2 separate regions of the Zea mays genome follow, and region 1 is linked to region 2. Evidence: chromatin contacts called from public Hi-C data. All regions are on one chromosome and are shown on one strand. Each heading gives the region's core, a stretch centred on a gene start, on an enhancer-like site or on the middle of the called end of the contact. The rest is flanking DNA. Distances are from core to core; before and after follow the strand shown.

The links. A called contact is a pair of places that touch in the nucleus more often than the background predicts.
Region 1: a contact with region 2 is called in a Hi-C map of leaf, with 3 times the contacts expected there. The contact joins the promoter of LOC100281654 here to the promoter of LOC100273739 in region 2. A contact is called at or near these places in 8 of 25 Hi-C or Micro-C datasets (bundle sheath, ear, endosperm and 3 more) and 1 of 3 datasets of contacts at active chromatin or transcription factors (leaf).

Annotation. Positions count from the first base shown.
Region 1 is chr1:62,895,516-62,902,557 of Zm-B73-REFERENCE-NAM-5.0, forward strand. LOC100281654 (flavonoid 3-monooxygenase) reads left to right here and starts at 2,312. Exons shown (of 2, transcript NM_001154573.2): 1 at 2,312-3,394; 2 at 3,517-4,294. The coding sequence starts at 2,450. The coding sequence ends at 4,149. LOC103635244 reads right to left here and starts at 6,745. Exons shown (of 2, transcript XR_557258.4): 1 at 6,342-6,745; 2 at 4,690-5,002.
Region 2 is chr1:62,617,747-62,624,287 of Zm-B73-REFERENCE-NAM-5.0, forward strand. LOC100273739 reads right to left here and starts at 3,817. Exons shown (of 1, transcript NM_001148148.1): 1 at 2,306-3,817. The coding sequence starts at 3,680. The coding sequence ends at 2,619.

The DNA of each region.
Region 1 (7,042 bases), core at 1,062-3,561, 280 kb after region 2:
CTTGTCATCAATCACAATCCTCTTGCCCTTAGGATCCATCTTTTTATGCGGTTAGTCCCTTGATGAAGAGAACGACTCTGATACCAATTGAGAGCACCTAGAGTGGGGTAAACAGGTGATCCTGAAAATTATCTCTAAACAACACAAACTTGGTTTATAATATGTGTTAGTGAGAACTAAAACCAAGTTAGGATGAAAAGAGAGAAGCAATGAGAACTCTTCACTTGATTGCTTCTTTAAGATGAGTATTAAACTTAGGAGCAATATTGCAAGTGAGTAGAGAACTCGAGAAGACATTAATCATAATAATTAAAATAGACAAGAGACACAACAATTTTTATCGTTGTTTGGCCAATGCCTACTCCACGTTGTGGTGACCTTTTTTGGTCAACGGTTGCACTTAATCCCTGTTAAGTGATCCAAAGATCAAACTTGAGTACCACAATTGTCTTTCTTATATCAATATCCCACTGTGAGAAATCTCCACAAATGATTACAATCAAAACGAAGAAAGGGGGGAGTAGAGACATACACAAGAACACAACGCATCAACAACACGCACACAAGCAAAAGAGAGAGCGCACGAATCAAAACGACAGAGTCATAGTTCAAGAACGTGCTCAAATCTCTCTCTAATAAATCAGCAACGTGGTCGTAGAGGTTCGAAGTTGTAGTGTGCTCAAAGGGTGCTTGGGTACTGTTTCAATGTGCCTAGGGGGTTCTTTCATAGCCTCAAGTGACCTATAAGCTGTGAGAGATTCAGTTGGAAGCTCCCAGCCTTCCCTTTTTGCGAGTGCACCATATTGACAATCAGTGATATGTTTCCTTCATCAGCCGAGCCGACCGTTGTGCGCCTTCGGTTGCATGGCACACAGGACACGACTCACCCGAGGCCACAACCCGCCCGAGGAAGCAACGCGCCCGAGGTAGCAGCTTGTCCGAGGCCACAGCTTGTCCGTTGCCACGACACGCCCGAGGCAGTCACGACTCGCTCGAGACAAACCTCGGCGGAAGACACAGCCCCGGCACGCCCAAGGCCATCCTCAGATGGGAGACAGTCACGGTTCGCCTAAGCGCAATCACGACTTGCCCGAGCATGTCTCGTGTGACTGTCCGGTGAGGTCAAGACTGGCCCAAGTTTGGCCATATTTAGCCAACCTTCTCCACTATATTTTTGCTTGACTTGAGAAGTTTTCTAGCATTTAGATGAACATTGTTAGCACATAAAATAAATGATTAAGTGCTAGAAACATACCTTTGTTTTAATTTGCTTTCTAAACACATGTGTCCGTGCTCATAGGAGTAGTATTAGTTCTTAGTAATATGTTGAACATTTGATCACCAAAACAACTAGAAATGGCCTAAGGGCACATTTCTCTTTCAGCTCTGCACTATTTTTTGTGCGGTGTGGTGGTCGGACCCGGAGTGTCAGCGCGGAGAGTGAAGTCATGGTAGCACGAGGTGGCCACATTAGGTTCTTAATAGAGTAGTATAGATATAGCATAGCTTTAGTTGTAGCTTTCCGCATATCCACCTCCACCCGACCACCCCTATTTGACTCTACGTCGATATCCGTCTTGTGTGGCCTGCCGATTCAAGACGATACTTGGATCTTACCCTCCGGGTGGCCTGCTGACCGGAGCACCCTAAGGTCTCTCCCTATGGGGCATGATCTGGGTTCATGCAAGGAGGAAGAGGACCTTGAGCCATCATGGACCATCTGGTCCATAGTGTGGACCGTCCAAAGCGATGCGGGGAAGGAGTCGCTCTTGAAGCGATGTCGCGAACCGTTCGTGCCGCCGCAGAGGGCACCACTAGTCGATATATCCCTAGTGTTTAGTGTGCACCAACATTAATATTAAATATGGACAACGACTATTGACAAGTAGACCTTATGCTGTCATCGGCAGGCTGTGCATATGGAGGTTCAAAACACTATTTTGCAGTTCTGACAACACAATTTATCGATTGAAGTTTAAAATAAAAGATGTGATTGAAGATGAGATAGAGGAGCTAACGGGGACCAGCTAGTCTAGTGGGTCTCTTGCTTGCGAATGACTGACTATACAGTTATACATTTATTGGGCGTAGGGACGACACTACATGATTGTGGATCTACTGAATGAAGAAAAAAAATTACTGCATCGGTGCTGTAACACGAAGCCGCTGCACCCACGCGTCGGGCTTCAGCTCGGCACCCTGCCTGGGTATCGAATGGCTCAAGCGCTCCTACACATCCGCTCGTTAAGGACCGTTCGGAGCCGAGCATTTGGGCTGAATAGCTCCCTACAGACCCACGGAGGGCGTGTTCGGTTATAACAATCTAGATAAATATTCCTTCTAATCCTTTTCTGGATTGACCTAACGGAACAAGCGAGAAAGGGGACTAGTATCAAAAAAAAGGGCTCGTCGCACACCCCTACTGGTACGTCCCAACTCCCAAGTCCCCATGGAGCTACCAGCACCGTCCTCCGCATCCTTCTTCCTCGTCGCCGTAGTGGCTGGCGCCACTCTCTTCCTCGTAACCGTTCTCCGGCTCCGCGCGCGCTCGACGCGCAAGTACAGGCTCCCACCAGGCCCGCGGCCGTGGCCGGTGATCGGCAACCTGAACCTGATCGGCCCGCTGCCTCACCACTCCGTCCACGAGCTCTCCAAGAGGTACGGCCCGCTCATGTCCCTGCGGTTCGGCTCCTTTCCCGTCGTCGTCGCGTCGTCGATCGACACGGCGAGGCTCATCCTCAAGACCCACGACCTGGCCTTCATCGACCGTCCTCAGACGGCGGCCGGCAGGTACACCACCTACAACTGCGCTGGCCTCTTCTACCAGCCCTACGGCGCGTACTGGCGTCAGGCGCGCAGGCTTTGCCAGGCCGAGCTCTTCAGCGCGAGGCGGCTCATGTCGCTCGAGCACGTCCGCAGCGACGAGGTGCGCGCCATGCTGAGCGACCTGCGTGCGGCGGCGTCGGCGCCGGCCGGCGGCCACGACGCGGTGACGCTCAGGGAGCACCTCTACATGGTGAACCTCAGCGTCGTCTCGCGCATGCTGCTGGGCAAGAAGTACGTCGTCGAGGGGTCTAGCTCGCCGGCGACGCCCGAGGAGTTCAGGTGGCTGATCGACGAGCACTTCTTTCTCAACGGCGTGCTCAACGTCGCGGACATGATCCCGTGGCTCAGCCCCCTGGACCCGCAAGGGTACGTCAAGAGGATGAAGAGGTCGGCCAAGATGCTGGACCGGTTCCTGGAGCACGTGGTGGACGAGCACAACGAGCGGCGGCGCCGAGAAGGAGAGGATTTCGTCGCCATGGACATGATGGACGTGCTCTTGGAGCTCGCTGACGACCCCAGCCAGCTCGAGGTCCCCATCACGCGGGATAATGTGAAGGGGTTCACTCTAGTAAGCGTTACTAATCCACATCATGCGTAGCATATTTTAACTTAGGTTAATTAGATTTAAACTTCAGAGTTCAGCCAAGCACAAAAGTAGACTAATGATGGAGTGGTCGTCCTGCACCCCAGGACCTGATGGGCGGCGGCACCGACACCTCGGCGGTGACTGTGGAGTGGGCCATGTCAGAGCTCCTGAGGAACCCAGAGGTCCTCGCCAAGGCCACCGAGGAGCTGGACCGTGTCGTCGGCCGCAACCGTCTTGTGGCAGAGGGGGACATCCCAAGCCTCCCGTACCTCGACGCCGTCGTGAAGGAGACCTTGCGCCTGCACCCAGTCGCGCCGCTCCTGACTCCGCGGCTGTGTCGGGAGGACGTGTCCGTGGGCGGCTACGACATCCCGGCGGGCGCGCGCGTCTTCGTCAACGCCTGGGCCATCGGCCGTGACCCGGCGGTGTGGGAAGCTCCCCTGGAGTTCCGGCCGGAGCGGTTCGCCGGAAGCGGCGTGGACGTCAAAGGGCAGCACTTCGAGCTGCTGCCGTTCGGGTCCGGCCGCCGCATGTGCCCCGGCATGGGCCTCGCCCTCAGGATGGTGCCTACGATCCTGGGCAACCTGCTGCACGCCTTCGCTTGGCGGCTCCCCGACGGCGTGGCGGCCGAGGAGCTGGGCATGGAAGAAACGTTCGGGCTCACCGTGCCGCGCTTGGTTCCGCTCCAGGCCGTCGCTGAGCCCAAGCTTCCTGCTCGCCTGTATGCTGTCCTGTGATGCATGCAAGCCTATCTTGCTCTGCCTAATATTTTTCTCTTAGTAATTAAGTGGTTTAGTCGTTTAGAACATCGTATCCTGGGTCTTTATATCATCTGAATAAAGCATTGCACGTGAAAGCTAGCAGAGATATCACAAGACTATCACCGAGATTCGAAGGCTTGGAATTTTTGTTTGGAAAATCTCGGTATACTTCAATTGAACTCTCAATCATTAGACCATTTTCAGTGAAAGTTCTACTCTCATTTAAATGTAACACTAGTCAGTTACTCGTGCTTTGCTACGGTATTTTTCTAAAAACTGGTTGGACTAAATTTATTTGGTCTGTGTTGTAACTTAGCAATATATACAGCACATGTTCATTTGTCGCTAAGCATATGGCTTGGACTTGCCAGACAACCTGGGCCTGCTATCGGTACCGCCATAACCTTGCTCCCTTTTGCAGTTGTTTTGCCTCCCGATGCCATTTTTTCGAATTGAAATGGACTTGGTAAACCACAATGGTTCACTCGCAAAGCCACCATACTTAGTAAACCACAATGAGTCACTCCCAAAGCCACCATACATTTCATCTCACTCGAAAGCCACCATACAATTTCATCTCATTATAAAGAACAAGAGCGAGGCAGCGTGGGTAGACTTCACAGGCAAAAAAATCTGAAAACCTGAACTCTGTGACAATGGAAAGGAACAAATTGTACACATGAATAACAATGAAGAATAACACATGACTAAAGGAAGTGGTTTATATCACGGATGACACCAAGGACATATCATCAGATCCCTGCCTTGCCAATGGTGTCGTTGGTGTCAGAAGTCTGTGCTTCGCAAGTGTATCTCTGAACTTCTCAATCTGCATACAACAGTTACCAATTGTATAAGTTAAATCAACTGGTAGCCATTAACGATAAATATTGGACCATAGGACCTTATATATATGCTGAAGCACTAAGACACAAGTCGACTATCTAGAGGCCAATGGAAGTCAGATGGCACATCAAAGACAAGTACCAGATCACGAAACTGTTATTGCTTTCAGCTGCAAGGGCCTCCTTAATTTCTTTGCCTAGTAGATCTGAAGGCACTGCAACGGGCACGTACTTGGGACCACCTACTAATTCCATTTTTTCATTTGTAAATAATAACAAAACCCTCAAAACTTTTCATTTCACCGACTTAATTAATATAATTGCTCATTGGCCATAGAAACATCTTCCAAAATAACTATACTCGGCCTTACTTTAACAACAATTAGAATAGGGGGCACAAAATTAATGACAGTAGAACATAGGATCTCACGGTTGCATTGATACAACTGAAGTTGCAGAGTTGACCTTTTGCTCCCCTGTAGAACGTGAAGAAAGGTGAAGCACTACGGGCACAAGAAGACCGACGGCATCTGCGATTCACCCGCGTTCCCTTCCCGTCAGATCTGCGCTGCATGGCGAGAGGGGGTAGGTTCTTTGGCCCGTCGAGACGCTTATCTGCCGCGGGCGTGTGGCGCATTCGGCCTTCCAATGGGGAATGATGCTGGTTGTTGTTGGATTCTGGGACTGCTCTAGTCATGGAGGCCGGCCGTTGCTGTTCCATGCTCGTGCGTTGTCTCTTCTTATATTGTATGGGTTTGGTGAATCCATTGCAGCCTGTGTCAAAGGCAGCGCTGACCATGTCAAGGCTGAAGTGTGCGCTCGGGGGATGTGAATATGTGATCTAAGGGCACTTATGGTCTTCTTGATCGGCGTGCCAATTCTAATCCTAATGATATATGTACGCGCATGGGCAGAAGGAAGATGACGTACTTTCTTTGGCCGATCTGGGAATCTCCTCCCAAGCCCTTGAGGACAATAATCCCCCCACTACTACCACGAGAACGTCACCATGGAGAACCTCTGCAGGCTACACGGGTGGATGACAGGAGCTGGAGGGCGTCGATGCACAGGTACTGGGCCGGAGAGACGAGGTACGCGCACTCCCGGCAGACGGACGCGCCGCTCCTCGCCAACTCCGCGTGGCACTGCAGCAGCTTCTGCTTCCGCCGCATCAGCGACTTCGCCAAGACCGCGTGGCACTGGACGGCGGACCGCACCGGCAGCCGCTGGGGGCTTGGTGGTGGGGGCGGCGGGGGCACGGACCAGAGCCGCGAAGGCGACGAATGAATCGAAGACGATCCAAAGAATGAGCCAGCAACCTACCGTCGAGCCATGCGATTGAGGTCGTCGGCGCTGACCAGGTGCTCCATATGGCCGGAGAAGTTCTGTAGGTCCGAGAACACTCCCCGCGCCATCATCTTCTTGAGGGGGTCCATGACGCCGGGCCCTCTCAGGGCGGGCGGTGGTAGCGATGGTGTGGCAGGAAGGAAGAGGGTGAGATGGGGGTTGCGCGAGCTGTGGCGGCAGGGAGAGGAAGTGAACGGGTGACGGCGGGACGCGAGGCTGGCGGGCTACCGTATCACTGGGATGGGGGAGGGGAGGGGACGGGCACGACCCGGGGTAGAGGTGTCGGCTACCGTATCGCCGGGTGGGGCGTGGGGTTGTTGCGCATCCAGGCGAGGTGGGATCACAGTTGGATCGCGCGGGGACGACGGCGATCACGGATCGGGCAGGGTGATGTTAGCGGCGGCGCGATGATCGCGGATCCCATCACGGAGAGGACGGCGGGTTTATCCAAGGAAAACTGAGGGTGTTTTTTGTAAAAAAAAATGACGTACGACGACCGTTAAAACTGGTGCTTTAAGTATAGTATAGATATCAGCAAAAATTAATACATTACTAACATATGGTACAAATTAACAGAAGAGAAGATATATTTCATAGTTAGAACTAGCATAAATTGCGATCTCAATGTTGAAGGACCAATGTAAAGCTTGTCGGTGCTTCGGGAGGGAAAATGAATG
Region 2 (6,541 bases), core at 2,567-5,066:
GCAAAGCAATTTTCAAGGAAAATAAACTTGAAACAATAACCCTCCGATCCGTTGCATTCCATTGACGTAACCCTCTAGCTGCACCATGTCTTTCACTGCCAGACATATCATGCCGTGTTTCTCCATGTCAAATCATTATTGTTACGCAACGCAAAACTTTATGTCTCTGTCCCTTGCATTTTCCACAAACTCCACCTCACATCCACCGATCTGCGCAAACAAATACTGTATCTAATGCTAATTGTGATGCTCAGAATAACTTTGTTCTATTCGTACATATTTTTACAAATTTGACATGAATATCGACAACTACATGCGGAACATATATATGGAATGCATGAGAAATATATAAATTAGTCGTAACGACAGATAGGGCTAGAAAAAAAGCTCGAACTCGACGAGTTAGCTCGGTCTCGCAACAGATCGGCTCGAGGCTCAGAACAAGTCCGAGCCGAACCTGTTTTAGTGGCTCATGAAAAGAGCGAGCCAGCTCGGCTCGGCTCGCTCCTCGCGAGCTGGCTCGTGGCTCGATCCAACGACAATTTGTTACATAAAATTCTAATTAGCATATAATATTAGTATCGAGCAAACAATTAATTTATTATTTGAGATTAGTATACAAAATTAATCTATTTTCTATATTAGATTAGTAATATATCTATTTTACTAATTTAAAATATGTTATTTATTTTTTATATATTTTATATTACAATTTAAAGAGCAAATTCATGTTTATGGCTAGTCTCGCTGGCTCGCGAGCCAGAAACGAGCAGAGCCGTTTTTTCAAGCTCGTTAGATGGAAGAGCTGAGTCGAGCTCGGCTCGTTTCCACCCCTAACAATAGACATGGTGTGCCGACAAGTGTAGGACCAAGTCAAAATAAGAGAGAGGAAAATCATAGGGTGACCAACAATGACCTTCGGAATATAATGATCAGATTATATAATTAAGTTTTATTTAAACATAATTGATTATATAACGAGTTATTGTAACAAGACTCTTGATTATTCAGGTGTGACGAGGCTATAGAAGATTATAGGTATTGGACGTTTAACTTGCCCCCCCTCTCTATCTTACTTGTCCAATAAAAAGATAAGGTAAAAATTTCTCACTTTAATCAATCAACATAATCTATTAACCTAAACACTTTTATTATTCATAATCCTTAATCCTAACTGCAATAATACTATGCATAATCTAGATTATAATAATTGAGCTATGATTCAAATAAGCGTTTAGAACCTATTTGTAACCTCTAAAGCTAATAGTTAACCAACAAACAAATTGTTAGCTAAAATAGGTCAGCTAACTATTAGCCGGTTAACTATTAGAAGTTTTTTTAAACCTCCAACCAATATGTAGGTTGAACTTACTAGTTTACCATAGTGTCGTTGAGTCCTTTTTTCAATCATCTTTATTCTTTACAAAGAATTGGGGTTCACCCTCCAAACTCCAAACATGTGACAAGTAACATGAATTCATAAAAAAATATAGAACCAGGCGACAATGTTTCTGCAAAGCATCGATGGTTCGGGCGATAGAGTCGAACAAGCATTGTGTAAAGATCGAGAGCCATGTTGAAACGATAAGGGGCAATCCTGTCTTTTGCTAGGTTTTAATTGATTTTAACTTCCCTAACCTAGCTATTTGATTGATTATTAGTTACTAGTTAGGCATACAACTAACAATTATTTGAGACTTTAGTTAGAGTGTTTGGAACACTTACAACTAATTCAAGCTGCTAACAATTATCTCTAGAGGTTTCCTTGCTCTTACATTAGTTTTTTTAAAGTAGTGCACCGACCACCGATTTTCCCAAGCGAAAAACCAATAACAACTTACAAATGATACAATTTAGAATGAACGGAGTAAAAATATATCAGAGATCTTGTCCTATCCTTCAGAAAGCAGAAAAAAGAGCCATGTAAATATGCATATGCATTCGTTAAGTACTATAGGAGAGTATTTAAGAACATGTACTACCACTACCAGAATCCAATTCTTTGCCGAGTGTTAAGCTCGACAAAGGCTCGACAAATATAGCAGGTACTTGGCAAAGGAGGCTTCTTTGCCGAGTGTCGGAGAGAACACTCGGCAAAGGCTCCGTCAATTAGCATCGTGACGACGACTTTTCTTTACAGAGTATCAGATGACTTTGCCAGGTATCTGATAAAAAGTATTCGGAAAAGAAACCGTTGTAGATGTACAGCTCGACGAGACTTCTTTAACGATTGTCACACTCGGCAAATAGTTTGACACGTACTTTCCGAGATAACACTCGGCAAGACAGGTGTGTATGGTAGTGTGCATAGAATCTATGTGTTGTATTACCATGAACTCGAGATATACGGTACAATTGTACATACATTTGTCAGCATGAGCCTCCCCACCATGCATACTAATAATAATCTGTACAAATTTACAACAGGTTCTATATATCTATATATACAAAATTAAGAGGGTGAATTGCACAGTATTATATAAATTAAAAGATCAAGAGATAGCAATGCATGCATGCATCATTGTGATGCCTCTTCCCCTCTGCAAGATCGAACTGTCCTACCATTTGCTAGTAGCTCCTCAGGTGGTGCATGCTCACACCACGTCACGGCTCACCAGTCACCACTCGTCGATCACCGGCGACGAGTAACGGTAGAGGTCGTAGGGCGCCCATAGGTAGTCCACAGAGCACGGCCGGCGGGCGTCGAGGCGGAGCCACGGCTTGCCCTTGCCGCTCCAGTGAAGGAGGCTGATAGGGCCCGGATGGAGACCCCGGCAGCGGCCCTCGACGTTGTCGCCGCCGAGCCCGTGCTGGTTCCACCGGTGGTCCACCGCCCGGATGTGGCCGGCGAAGACGAGCAGGAACGGTGGCAGCGAGCCGAGGTGGTAGATCCGCCGCCGCTTCTGCACGGCCATCCACTCCTCCACCCGGCGCGTGTACCCGCCGGCGCGCCACTTGTCGACGTCCATGACCATGACGCCCGTGTTGAAGTAGCATGGGCGGCGCCCGTGGAAGGTGCCGTTGAGCGCCGGGTGCGACCAGAAGGCGTCCGTGAAGTAGTTGCTGAAGTTGGCGTGGCAGTACTCGGGCGCCGCCACCACGTGGCCCGCGAGGTCCACGGACGCCAGCGTCCGGACGTCGTCCACCACGACCACGTCGGAGTCGAGGTACGTGACGCGGCGCACGTCGCGCGGCAGCGTGTCGGCGAGGTAGACGCGCGCGTAGTTGAGCGGCTGGTCCAGCTCCTGGCGCACCGACCGCGAGATACGGTCGCGGACGCGCGACGGGTCGAAGCGGTACACCCGCAGGTCGAGGAACGGGAACGAGGCGCGCAGCGCGGCGGAGAGGCCGTGGCCGTCGGCGTCGGCGTCGGCGGTGAGGAAGTGGAACGCTACGCTCTCGGGGCACGCCGTGTGCTGCAGGATGGACAGCACCGCGGCCATGGTGCCGCGGAGGTAGTTAGCGTCCAGCGTCATGGCGATGTCCACCCGGCCGTCCGCGCCGCAGTCGGGGCCGTTCCGGAACGCGGGCGCCTCCCTGAACATCAGGACGGAGGAGGACGAAGAAGGCTGCCGGATCATCATGGTGCCGACACGGGCGCCGGTGACCGCGTGGCTGGCGCCGAGGATAACAACAAGAAAGATGGCGATAACTACTACTACGGCAGAATTTGAAGGCATTGTACTGTTTGTTGTATGGCGCCGCTGGAGAGGGGACACACAAGGACCGAAAGGCGGTCGGCCGATTGGGGCTGCCGAATGCGAAGCCGGGTAGGTGGTGGCCGCCCTGGTCCTCGGAGATGGTGCCTTAGGAGGCGAGGGGGGCCACCATGGGAATGGTGGGGAAAGGAGGCGAAGGAGCGGAAGGTCAGGGGGTACATAAAGGCCGCAGCTCGCAGTCGCAGCAATGGAAGGGCGGAGGGCCAGGAGACAAGCTAGGATCAGAGAAGGGAAGATGGTGGCTGACGCCTGCTTGCCGGCTTTGGGTGGTGCCTATACTTGGACGCAGGGGATTTTATTCCGTTGCCTAGTTTGCCTATTCATGGACGGTTCCGTTGCATGCCACAAAATTATCCAACGGATGCATGTGGAATCAGCTGACGCGCCTGTTGAAAATTGGTCGAAAACTACTCCTACCGTCCTACGGCCCTGTTTGTTTCGGCTTCTGGCCACCAAAAACTGCTGCGGACTGCCAAACGTTCAGCTTTTCAGCCAGCTTCTATAAAATTCGTTGGGGCAAAAACCATCCAAAATCAACATAAACACATAATCGGTTGAGTCGTTGTAATAGTAGGAATCCGTCACTTTCTAAATCCTGAGCCCTATGAACAACTTTATCTCCCTCCATACGTAATCGTAATGATACTCAGATTCTCCGCACAGCCAAATTCTTTCCACAGCCAGATTTTCAGAAAAGCTGGTCAAAGAAAAGCTGAACCAAACAGGCCCTACGCTTGTTTGGAGAGACCGTATTTTCCTAGTTCTAACAATACTGTGAATAATATTGTGGTATTTGCTAATACCATGCTTTTAAAAGCCTTAAGGGCCTGTTTGGAAATGCAGTTTTGAAATGCTGTAGTTTTGAGATATTATAGTTTACAACTATACATGACAAAAATACTACGATATTACTTTACCACAGTAAACCCATAGTATTCCTCAAAACCGAGATATGTTTGGTTCCGTTAGAAAAACAAGGTATACGTAGAGAGAAGAGAAGAAAACTGAGGTCCTGAGTGGAGTTTCGAAAACTCCAAAAATACCACGGTTTCAGGTAAATCATGGTATTTAAAACTGTGTTTTGCCTGTACAAATCAAACACCTTTTATGTTTCAATACTATAGTATCATCAAATACCATAGTATTGTTTCAAAACTGCAAAAATACTACGCTTCCAAACAGGACCTAAGGTGTTTTGATAGACTATTTAAAACCATAATATATAAAACCTTGGTTTTGGCAATACCTAGGACATGAAAAACTTTAGTCCATACCGAAGTATGAGGCGTATTGGAAGCCAAATATTTCAAAAACCATGGTTTTACAATACCGTAGTTTTAAAATGTCGTGACACAACTATAGTATTTTTGTACATCACTCCAAGCAATATTTGTTTGGAGACAAAATATGTCAACCATAGTATTTAGTGTACATGTTACAAAAGCTAGTTATAAACAAAAACTTTAAGTTGAAGTGGAGTTACCAAAGTAACTTATAAACCAAGATATTTAAAACAGATTTTTTACAAGGTAGCGAGACACCTTTTACCAAAATATAGCATACTGTTTTTCAATACCATAGTTTTATCTCAAAACTCTAAAAAATATTTTGCTTGCAAACACCCTCCAGCTACCACGCGCTTCTTTCTTTTTAGCCCATGTAAACTATTGTGACTTATTTGACTTGTATGCAACGACGATCCTCAGGGTGGAGCAGAGGGGCCGGCGCCCCGAGCCTGAGCCCCCAAATCTATAGGGTCCCAATCCTATATATAAATTCAATAGCTAGACTATTAATATATGACACAATAGTTTAGTAGCGAAGTAACACAGAATTTACAGCTACGACATGTTTAAAAACCAATCATATCTAAACATGTTAAAAGAAACTTTTAAGATAATATATCTAACCAATCATATCTAAACATGTTAAAAGAAACTTAAGATAATACTGTAATATGTATCATGTATCGTTTTATTTACTTGTTGCTTGATATGAATTTTTGACGCTGCTTGTATGACGCTTCTTGTATGATCGCTGCTTGTATGATCGCTAGTTAACGTCTTTTGAATGGAACTGATGATAGAATAAAAACCATGGCACCAAACACGTATTCGATTGGCTGCTGTAAAAAAAGCATGCTTATGTCATTCAAGTTATTAGAGTATGGTATTGGTATTGAAAACTGTGATTTTAAAAACTGCGCTCCCAAAAAATGAACAAACCATCTATAAACCTGCCGTATGATACCGTCCAGTGGGTATCCTGCGACTTTGCTACACGGTCGCAAATTCCATACAAACGCATCTAAAGAATAGTTCTACAAATCCACACAAAAAAGAACTGCACTTCTCGTGTATTGAGGAGTACAGGGTAATTTTTCAAGAGTAGAAATGGGCATTAAATTAAGGGGATCCCTCCTCCGGCATATTCAACCTCCTGAAATAAGACCAAAAAAAGAAAGAAAGAAACCAGTTTAGGCAACCATGCAGCCTAACAAAATGTTTCATTGGCAATACAAGTATACAACTATACTGGCAAAGTTTCATACTATGATCAGAAATAACACATAGTCCTGGCAAAGTTTCATTTTAGTTGTGCAAAAAAAAAAACCCCACCTCACAATGTTTTTTTTAAAAATCTCTGGGATTTGGACAATTAGATGATTTTCTGGCAGTTCATAGGTAGGTAGTGCCGAAGGTCCATGATGGCACAGATCGATGAGACTTCCATCTGACATCAAAAGCAGTGCAAGCAACTAATAACGACTAGTACCAGCTTAGAGCCTTAGAGCACACTAAATAACAGCTGTCAATATGTAG